3 separate regions of the Mus musculus genome follow, and regions 2 and 3 are each linked to region 1. The links are chromatin contacts, called in public Hi-C and Micro-C maps. All regions are on one chromosome and are shown on one strand. Each heading gives the region's core, a stretch centred on a gene start, on an enhancer-like site or on the middle of the called end of the contact. The rest is flanking DNA. Distances are from core to core; before and after follow the strand shown. Region 1 holds the start of Trim44 (tripartite motif-containing 44). Region 2 overlaps Trim44 (tripartite motif-containing 44). Region 3 overlaps Trim44 (tripartite motif-containing 44).

Region 1 (2,960 bases), core at 332-2,831:
TTAATGAACACAGAAAAGCTGTTCTATCAATGTTAGCCATCGCTGTATACATAGAAGGCAACCCAAATGCAATCAATATTTACTAGATGTCTAATGCTGACAAAAACAGGGCCAAGCTGAATACATCCAAATCTAGCCAGTGAACATAAAAGCCTCCATCTCCACACCAATGTAGCCTACCAGCTATACTTGTTTCCTACCAAGTCTCAAACAACAAGGAACCTAAGACAACTCAAGACACACACCACAACACCTGTACCGCCACTTTCCGAGTCTTCTACTAGAGGAACCAGCTCCTTGGTTTTGTCAAAATCACCGTTTCTTTCTCATGTTTTCCAAGTGGGCTGAGTTACCATAGCAAGAGCCCTAAGTCAAAACACTTATCCTAACAACGGTGATCATGTATAGAAATGGGCCTAAATGGCGTCACAGTTCTCAAGGAATGGCCTATCTGAATTCCAGGGAGAAGTAATTTGCAAACTGTCAGAAACTATACTCAAGATTTTCTGTGTTCTTGTATGTTCACAGATGAGAACTGACAACTTGACAATTTCAACCAAAATGGTAGACTAGGCACGGCTTCCAACATGGCGACTCGTCTTGTTGATACATGAAAATGAATGTGGTCACAGCTAGGCTATCTGAAATCGGGGATCCTGTTCCCCTTAGACATGTCTGAATGCCCGATACTCACTCTCAGTTCTTCGAAGGCTTCGTCCAGCGTGGACAGCTGGTGGCCCCGGTGAGCCCCAATGACTGGACACAGGACACAGATGAGCTGCCTATCTTCCTGACAATAGGTGCTCAAATCCAGCCCATGGTCTGGACACTTCCTCTTGGCCACTCTCTCCGCTTCCATCTCTATTTCGGGGTCAAATTCGCTTTCTGCCTCAGTTTCTCCTTCTGCCTCTGATTCCCCTTCTTGGTTGTCTTCCTCCGCCTCGCTCTCCTGCTCATCCTCCATCTCTTCCTCGCTGTCTTCTTCACTCTCCTCGTCACTCTCATCCTCACTGTCTTCCTCGGTCTCGCTCTCTTCTTCCGACTCACTGTCTACCTCCGTCTCGCTCTCTTCTTCCCCGACCTCGCTCTCTACCTCCCCCTCGGCCTCCCCTTTGGCCTCGCCGTCTTCGGGGAGCGCGTCGTCTCCCCCGCTGGCCGGCGGAGTCCAGGCCTGGGCGCCATGGACGTAGGCAGCCAGGCGGTGGCTGAGGAACTTCTGGCGATGCGCGTCGGCGTGGCGGCGGCAGTAGCAGAAGCCGCAGTCGCGGCACACCTCCTCCGCCCCGGGCGCCTCGTCGGGTTCGCACTCGTCACACGTGCCGTCGGGAGGCAGCTCCTCGCAGGCCGCGCCCACTCCGGAGGCCATGTGGCTGCAGGGACGAGGCCGAGGCCTAGCGGCTGGCGTGCTCTCCGCCTTCAGCGCGGAGCGCCTTCCTCACGCAGGCCCGCTTACCCCCGGGGTCTGGCCGGCCGCCCCGCCTGGGCCGCGCCGCTGCGCTGCGCCGCGCCGCGTCTGCAGCTGCTGAGGCCTGAGGGCCCGGCCAGCCGTCAGCGCTGGGCCTGGCGCCCGCTCGGTCTCTTCGCCGCGCGCCGCGCCCGCGCCCCGTCCCTCGCGCGCCACTTCCGGCGCGGCAGCCTGCGCCCCGTCGGCCCCTGCGCCGCGCAACCCGGCCTCCGTTGCCCGGCAAGATCGCGGCCGCCGCGGGCCCACGCCGCCCCGGTTCCACTTTACCCACGCCGTCAGCGGCCTCCTTTCACTTCCTGAGTCACTTAAAGCGGCAAGGACCCTTTTCTGCGTTTTCCCGCGGGGCTGAGCATCCCCCCCGGAAGGAGAAGCTCGAGCGCAATCTCTCCTCGCAGAGCAGGGCGACGGGCCCCGCCTCTCCCACGCCCTCCCTGGAGGTGTCAACCTGACCGAAAACCACTAGCCTGCGGTCCCTGCGGACTTATGTCACTCTGGAGACACTGTCCCCGCCCCATCACAGCCCCCGGATTTTCAAGGGGCCAAGGCCCCAAGGCTCTTTATCACACCGAACCTGCCCGCCTGGGATTTCCATAAAGCCCCCAAAAGGGCTGTGTGTGTTCTTCTAGGCTACTGAGGTCTCAGTCTGACTGAGCAAACACGCAACATTTTTGATCCAAAGCAATACTGTGCCTTGTGTGTTTGCAAAGTCTATTTGCATCCCGGCCTCCTAGGGGTTCAGAATCTCTGAGTAATAGCTGTGTCAGGTGAAGGGAGGTGAGGGGGATCATAGTTTTGAAGTGAGATGCCAACTCCCAGTCACTAACTGGTCACTCTAGATTCCAAGCCGACACCAAGAGAAAGGAAAGCGGTTGATACACATTAAACAATGTTAAAGTGCCCCAGACCGTGCTAGATCTTCTTGTGGTGTTTTCAAAGCCTGATTTTAGAACTTTATCCACTAGAGTCCCCAAATCCTAAGGCCACCACTTAGGTTTGGTAATCATGGACAAATTACTTCATCTTTCTGTTTTAAAAACCACCCCCCCCCAAAGACAACAACAACAAACAAACAAAAAACACCAAACTCTGTAAAATAGAAATAATAGCAATATCTCCTTCGTGGGGATTTGTGGATTAAATGTAAAGGAGTCTGTACAGAAGTGATCAGTAAGCTTTATTAATTTTAGCATAATTTATAATGCTGACAATGACACTTCAAAGGTCATTTCATACCTTAAACATAAGACATTTTTGGTGGGCTGCTGGTAATGTAGCCATCCCCTTCTCTACCATCTATGGTTGTCTCTCCAGTAACAGAAAAAAAAATGTATTTGAGAGAGAAAGGAGGACATTTTGCTCTAGTGGGGCAGAGGAAAGTGGATTACAGAATGGAAAATAGCTAGGCATGTGATGCACACTCTCAAGCACTTGCGAGGCAGAGACCAGTGGGTCTCTTAGTTGGAGGCTAGTACCTTCGACTTAGGGGTTCCAAGAC
Region 2 (2,960 bases), core at 228-2,727, 59 kb before region 1:
TTAAAAATTACTAATTAAAAGATATACACAGCTAAGATTAATAAATATTGCCCAAAGACTATGTGCTAGAGGCTTGGCTACTAACTTTGGCACTGCTGGGCAGCAGTGTGTGGCCTACTGAAGAATGGCCTTGAAAAGCCATCAGAGTCTAGCTCTGATATTTTGACTTCTAGCCACTTTTACTATCTACCACTTTCCACGATGTACTGTCTTATCACAGGTCCAAGGACTAAATACTCAATGATCATGGATTAAAATTTCTGAAACTACATAGGAGGAAAAAATAATTTTCTTCATATATAAGTTAGAGGAAATAGACTAAAGTGACCTTCTGAGAACTGTGAATGTGAATTCTCTAGGCTTTCACATGGGCCACAAACTATTTATGTCAGGTACTTTGTTGCAGCAATGGAAAACCGCCTACGAAAAGCTAACTTGGTAAAGGTACAGTAACTTGGTAAAGGTACCGTAGGGAGGCTGGTATTTAAATAGAAGTAAGAGTACACAGGTTACATGGCTTGACCAAGGCCACACCGTTGGTCACAGGAACAAGAGAAGAGGTAGGTCAATGCTCTTGTTCTCACTCCTTCCAAACAAACTTCCTGTTTGATCATATAAGCAGTATGGCTCGCATTCACAATCTCAACAGGCGATTTATGATTGAATAACAGCCAACTTTGAAGATGAAAATTCTACAGAAGTTCCCTGTATAGTTGATATTATTAAAAAGTCATTTTTCTCTTAGTTTAAAGAGAAAAAAAAAATCTCAAAAAACAAAAACAAAACAAAACACCCAAAAGCAAATCAAAATTTAATCCTGATCTTGCTCCTTTTTCTCCAAGCACAAGAGTTTAAGGGTCTTTTTCTCTCTCTCACTGCCTCCCACAAAACGATCGCTTTCACACCAGTAGATCATACTGCCACCCCTCTCCTCAAGTACATATTACTTCTCAGCAGGCTTCAACAGGGGTAGAGAAGGAGACAATCTGTGAGGCAGGGAACACAGATCTCCCATAATAGTACAGAGAAGACAGAAAATTGCGGCTGAAAGTGTAAATTGCTTTTTTGCTTGAAGAAGAAATAATCATTCTGGGTTTCAAAGAGACTGTCTTACAAGATGACTCCACAGTAGTTAATATTCATATTCTATATATTAAAACTTTTGCTCTACCAAACCCACTGAGGATCCTTGCCAGCCATGGCTATGTATCATGATTTGAAGGATAGTCAATACACAGCAAGCAACAAGCAACTATCCTGTGATGTTAAACAAAGGTTTGCTTAGCTCCCTAGAGAATCTTCTTGGTGTTGGTGCTTAGGAGATATTGTGTGGTAGGTATTGTGTGAGGATTAAACAGATAGGTTTGGAGACAGTAGCTAAGGAGAAATCACTTTCAGAAAACAGGCTAGAGCAATTACACGTCAGCGAGTCACAATGCAGGATAGAGGAAGTAGACCAAGGTGAGTCTCTGGGGACTGTGGGAGAAGTCTCTAGGCTTTCACACAGGGTCACAAATTTACCTCCTGCAGATAGTCCAAATGAACCCTGAAAACAGATCATACTCATTTCCTAATTCTGCTGCTGCTGCTGCTGCTGCTGCTGCTGCTACTGCTACTACTACCACCTATCCTAAGTCCTCATACTACATCATAGGTCATGAGGTTAAATGAAAATGTACATAAAACACCTTGGACATTAAATCTTTAGTGCAGAGTAGCTACAATTACTACTGTTGTTAATTTGCTAGACAATTATACAGTAAGACTTGGTGAGGAACAGTCATAAACAAAAGCACAATATCTGGCTAACTCCTATTGAACAGCCCAGAAAGTCAAAGCTCAAGAGCAAGGAGACTCTAGGATATAGGATTTCTGTTATTCCTTTCACAATAGAGGACAACTGAATATGGGACCTAGACTCCTAGCCATTCTTTGTGCAGGGAGAAGTACATTTCCTTTACACATCAAACCCTCATTTAATCTCTCAGCAACACAGAAAACTTTGGAACAAAATTCTCTTCAGCTTGTTGAAATTGTAAAGTGTACATCACAAATGCAAGAAATTCTAGATCAAAGGCAGTCTGCCCTGAAGTGGTAATTGGAATAGACTGAGCCAAATGGTAATTCAACACAAATAAGCTGAATGGAACCAACATGCATGGATTTAAAGGTTAAGAAGAAAATATGAATCCTTTCCCCTCTTTTTGCCAATTTAGAACATGCTCTCAAGTGCACACAATACTGAAAATGATTTTGTCAAGTCATGGTCCAAGAGGATCCTGCTGACATCCATTGCAGCCTGGTTTGAGGTAGACAGCCTGACATCTTAGTTACTAGTAAAGAAACTACATGCTTTGTCAAAATGACATTAAAGTATCCCTAGTTAAACTTGAAAGCCAGGCTCTCATACTTCTCTGCAAGCATCCTCACACTTTTCTAATCAATGTGACTTCGGAATGTGGCCATAACAAAATGGAAATGTTCAGCCTAATCAAGCTCTGTCAGGACAGAAATTCCATGTGCTAAGCCATGGAACCTTCCTATTATTTCTGCTAAGCTCTTGTGTTTTAGCATCGTCTTGTTGAACTCTCTTTGGCAGAAAGAAGGTCTAGAGCTGTGACTGTCCTTGATTTCAAGGAGCTAGAGAATAAAGGGGCAAAGTGCCGTGGAAAATCTGGAGTCCAAATCAAATGCCTGTGCAAAATGGTGAAAATGTGGTTAGTAATTAGAGAAAACACTGATTCAGGAGCCTATCATTACAAGTCTTGTGCTATAGCTTAGACACAATCTATCCTTGAAAAGTTCACATGGTGGGACTGTCCCCAGTGTGGCCATATCCAGAAGCAATGTAACCTTTAAAGAGAGAGGCTTAGTGGAATATGACTGAGCCACTGGGTCACCAGCCTGGGAAGAAATTAATTTAGGTATATGGAATTGGATTAGTTCTAAGAAAATGGGAG
Region 3 (2,960 bases), core at 136-2,635, 38 kb before region 1:
CTTCTATCTGGTTACAGCTGCATTAGGGTGCAATGTTAATACTTAAACACAGCATTGTTTATAATTTGGAAACATTGGTGGTTATTTGTGTATGGTCAGAAAACAACAGTGAATATCTACAGGCAACCTTGTTTTATAGGTTAATAAGAGAAGCGCTGGGGAAGAACAGTCATAATGTCAAGTTTGGTCCAGTAACACATGTTTTCTGCTATAATATCTGTCTCTATTGATCACTTTTGAACTGCTCAAGGTCCTTCTAGATAATTTATTTGAGGCAGGTCTCTTCGTAGACCTGGCTGTTCTAGAACTCAAAGAAATCTGCCTGCTTCTACCTCCTGAGTGCTGGGATTAAAGGCATGCGCCATCACATCTAGCAATGGAGTTCTAGCATCTAGCAATTTTTACTGAGTTATTTCCATATTTAATAGGACAGTTCTCTTAAGGTCCCTTACCAGGATAAAGATTTTACATCTTAAAGATGTTAAATCTTATCCCATGACATATTATTATGTGCTTGTATTTAATATTTCTTAGCTAGACTAGATCCAAGAGGTATGTACACTGACACAGACACTTTACATACACATATTTGAACACATAAAATCTTGAATTAAGAAGCTTGTATTCAGCCAGGCGTTGTGGCTCACCCCTTTATTCCCAGTACTCAGGAGGTAGAGGCAGGCAGATTTCTGAGTTTGAGGCCAGCCTGGTCTACAAAGTGAGTTCCAGGAAAGCCAGGGCTACACAGAGAAGCCCTGTCTCAAAAAACCGAAAAAAAAAAAAAAAAAAAAAGAAAAGAAAAGAAAAGAAAAAAAGAAGCTTGTATTCAAAAACAATATCCACTCAAAGTATCTGACATGAACTAGAAGCTATTAACGCCTTGCTAGCTGAACTATAGAAGAGTAAGGTTTTATTTCCTTTTACTAATTAGAGAAGACATATTAAAAAGAACAATAATAATAATATATATGGCTTAATAAAGATGTACTCCTAAATAAATAAATATGTATTCCAGAGAAGTAGGCCTCTTTCAATGTCAAGATCACACAAGTCCATGTTTTCATATATGACTGAAAAAGCTTGTTTATGAATTAAACAACAAAGCATTTCTTAGGCTGGGAAAATTACCAAGCAGTTTAGAAACACAGCAGATGTGAACTCTGAACTACATTCCATCATCAACATTCTTAGTAAAGCCATTCCCATAACCTAGTTTTAAGCCTGACTTTCTTGGGTTTTGCACTGGGATGTTGAGAACATCTGAGAAGACGTTAAGTACAGTGATGTTTCAAGTCTTCGTGTAGGGATACAGCCCAGTAATAGAGTGCTTGTCTCTAATAAGCAGCATTACACAGCTGGTAACAACAGTAAAGCCAAAGATTCAGCTCTAGTCATCCTGTTCCAAAAGCAGTGACAACCGCTCCATGCCACATTCTACCCTGAAAACCCACAGGAGGAAGGTCAGAGACGCTGAATGTTAAGTCAGCCTTGCCTTTCACAACTGAACAACTAGCTGACTTTGACTGTCAATAAACATTTTAGAGACTCATTTTTTTCTTACAAAAAATAAACCCCAAATATAGTTTTCTTTTAAAATGATATAACTGTATAAACTGAAACCAATCCAGATTTGTCTCTGAACACATTTGATACCCAAATAAGCAGCTTCCCTCTTCAGGGGAATGGAGTACAAATCAGCAGTTGTGGTGACACGGCACAAATAAGAAGTATAGAAACCACAGAAGAACCTTTTCCTATGCTAATGCTGCCCATCAGTACCACCCATCTCTCCTAGCTTTAACCAAACTTTATCAAGACATGTAATACATGCAGCCCTTTCTTCCCCACCATTAAGGAATACATTAGTCACCAATTTCATATTGCTTCCCACTGAACTGTCTATAGAATTGGAGCTATGCCCTTAGTCTGAATTCTTTCACAATTGTGACACTTCTCTAGCTCCCTCATTACCAACTTCATCTTGGCAATGCCACACATTATTCACACATCACTATGATTGAGAGTTTTCAACCCTGCACCACTGGCATTCAGAGGTAGTAATTCCTTGCTGTTGGGAGATGCTAAGGCATTGTATGATGGCCAGCAGTATCCTCCCTACCTCAGCTGTGGCAATCAAGTGTCTGGACATTGCTGCAAGTAATGAGAAGCACTAGACTCTGCTTTAGCAATTTCATCCCATCTTTGGAATGCAATTATCACAACCTTGGAGAAGGCCCTTTACGCCTGGATTTTCTCTCCAGGCAACCCATCTTAGTGTTCCTCTTGACGCATGACCCTCTCTATCTGGGTACTTTTCTAGTACTTAAAGCCTCACACTTCAAGCTGAATCACCACTAACTCCTCCTTACCATGCCTACGTTTTGCACACACACACCCCAGTCTTTCTTGTGTTAAGGACTATCAGAAGCTCGATGTGTGTATTTCTTCAGTTAGCCATCACACTAGGTACCTCACTGTGAGGAAGCTATCATTTTATTTAGTTTACAGATGAAGAAACTGAGGTAAGGAAAGAAATTAACTCTGCCCCAAGTAAATGGCTGGAGTTCAAATTTGCATAGTCTGAGTACATAATTTGCCTTCTATCTATCTTATTTTTCCATAAAACGCTGATGTGCCCTCCCACCTCTGTTCAAAGTAAGGGCATTTAGGCAGGCATCCAGGATACTCGCACTAGTCAGTTTTATTTTCTTCTCCTCCCTCCTAATCTCTGGGTCTTACATACAGTGGTAGGCAGCTGGTTCTGAATGAAGCCACACTACCCTTACCTTCTACAGTACAGCTGGCGGTGTCTCCTCCCTATGAAAACCCCCTACTCTCTTTAGCATTCCCTCCAGTGGGTTTCAGTAGACACCCAGACCCACACTTCAGCCCTCCAGTTCAGCCCCCCCCCCCTGCCTATTCTATTTTAGCCCTTTAACTTAATCCCATCCCTGCCCATG

The links. Hi-C and Micro-C count contacts between places; a contact is called where the count stands out from the background.
Region 2: a Hi-C map of B cells shows a contact between it and region 1, with 1.4 times the contacts expected there. The contact joins the enhancer-like site here to the promoter of Trim44 in region 1. A contact is called at or near these places in 4 of 484 Hi-C or Micro-C datasets (B cells, the G1E-ER4 cell line, liver and 1 more), 3 of 115 datasets of contacts at active chromatin or transcription factors (a beta-TC-6 cell line, cardiomyocytes and embryonic stem cells) and 3 of 9 other capture datasets (adipose tissue, liver and pancreatic islet).
Region 3: a contact with region 1 is called in a Micro-C map of the G1E-ER4 cell line, with 2.7 times the contacts expected there. The contact joins the enhancer-like site here to the promoter of Trim44 in region 1. A contact is called at or near these places in 1 of 39 promoter capture datasets (macrophages), 1 of 15 datasets of contacts at CTCF or cohesin (CD8 T cells), 6 of 484 Hi-C or Micro-C datasets (CD8 T cells, the G1E-ER4 cell line, liver and 2 more), 5 of 115 datasets of contacts at active chromatin or transcription factors (CD8 T cells, the SCID.adh cell line, cardiomyocytes and 2 more) and 3 of 9 other capture datasets (adipose tissue, liver and pancreatic islet).

Annotation. Positions count from the first base shown.
Region 1 is chr2:102,399,319-102,402,278 of GRCm38.p6, forward strand. It overlaps Trim44 (tripartite motif-containing 44), which reads right to left and starts at 1,582. Exons shown (of 5, transcript NM_020267.2): 1 at 695-1,582. The coding sequence starts at 1,366.
Region 2 is chr2:102,340,139-102,343,098 of GRCm38.p6, forward strand. All of the region lies in intron 4 of Trim44 (tripartite motif-containing 44), which reads right to left. Among named protein-coding and RNA genes, the nearest start is that of Gm52521, 25 kb to the right of the region's middle. Within about 2 kb of position 1,478, at least 13 of the 459 cell types and tissues checked have an H3K27ac peak or open chromatin away from gene starts, as enhancers often do. A contact at or near this core is called in B cells, where this site is marked.
Region 3 is chr2:102,361,331-102,364,290 of GRCm38.p6, forward strand. The region is part of intron 2 of Trim44 (tripartite motif-containing 44); the gene reads right to left. Among named protein-coding and RNA genes, the nearest start is that of Gm52521, 3.4 kb to the right of the region's middle. Within about 2 kb of position 1,386, at least 10 of the 459 cell types and tissues checked have an H3K27ac peak or open chromatin away from gene starts, as enhancers often do. A contact at or near this core is called in the G1E-ER4 cell line and adipose tissue, where this site is marked.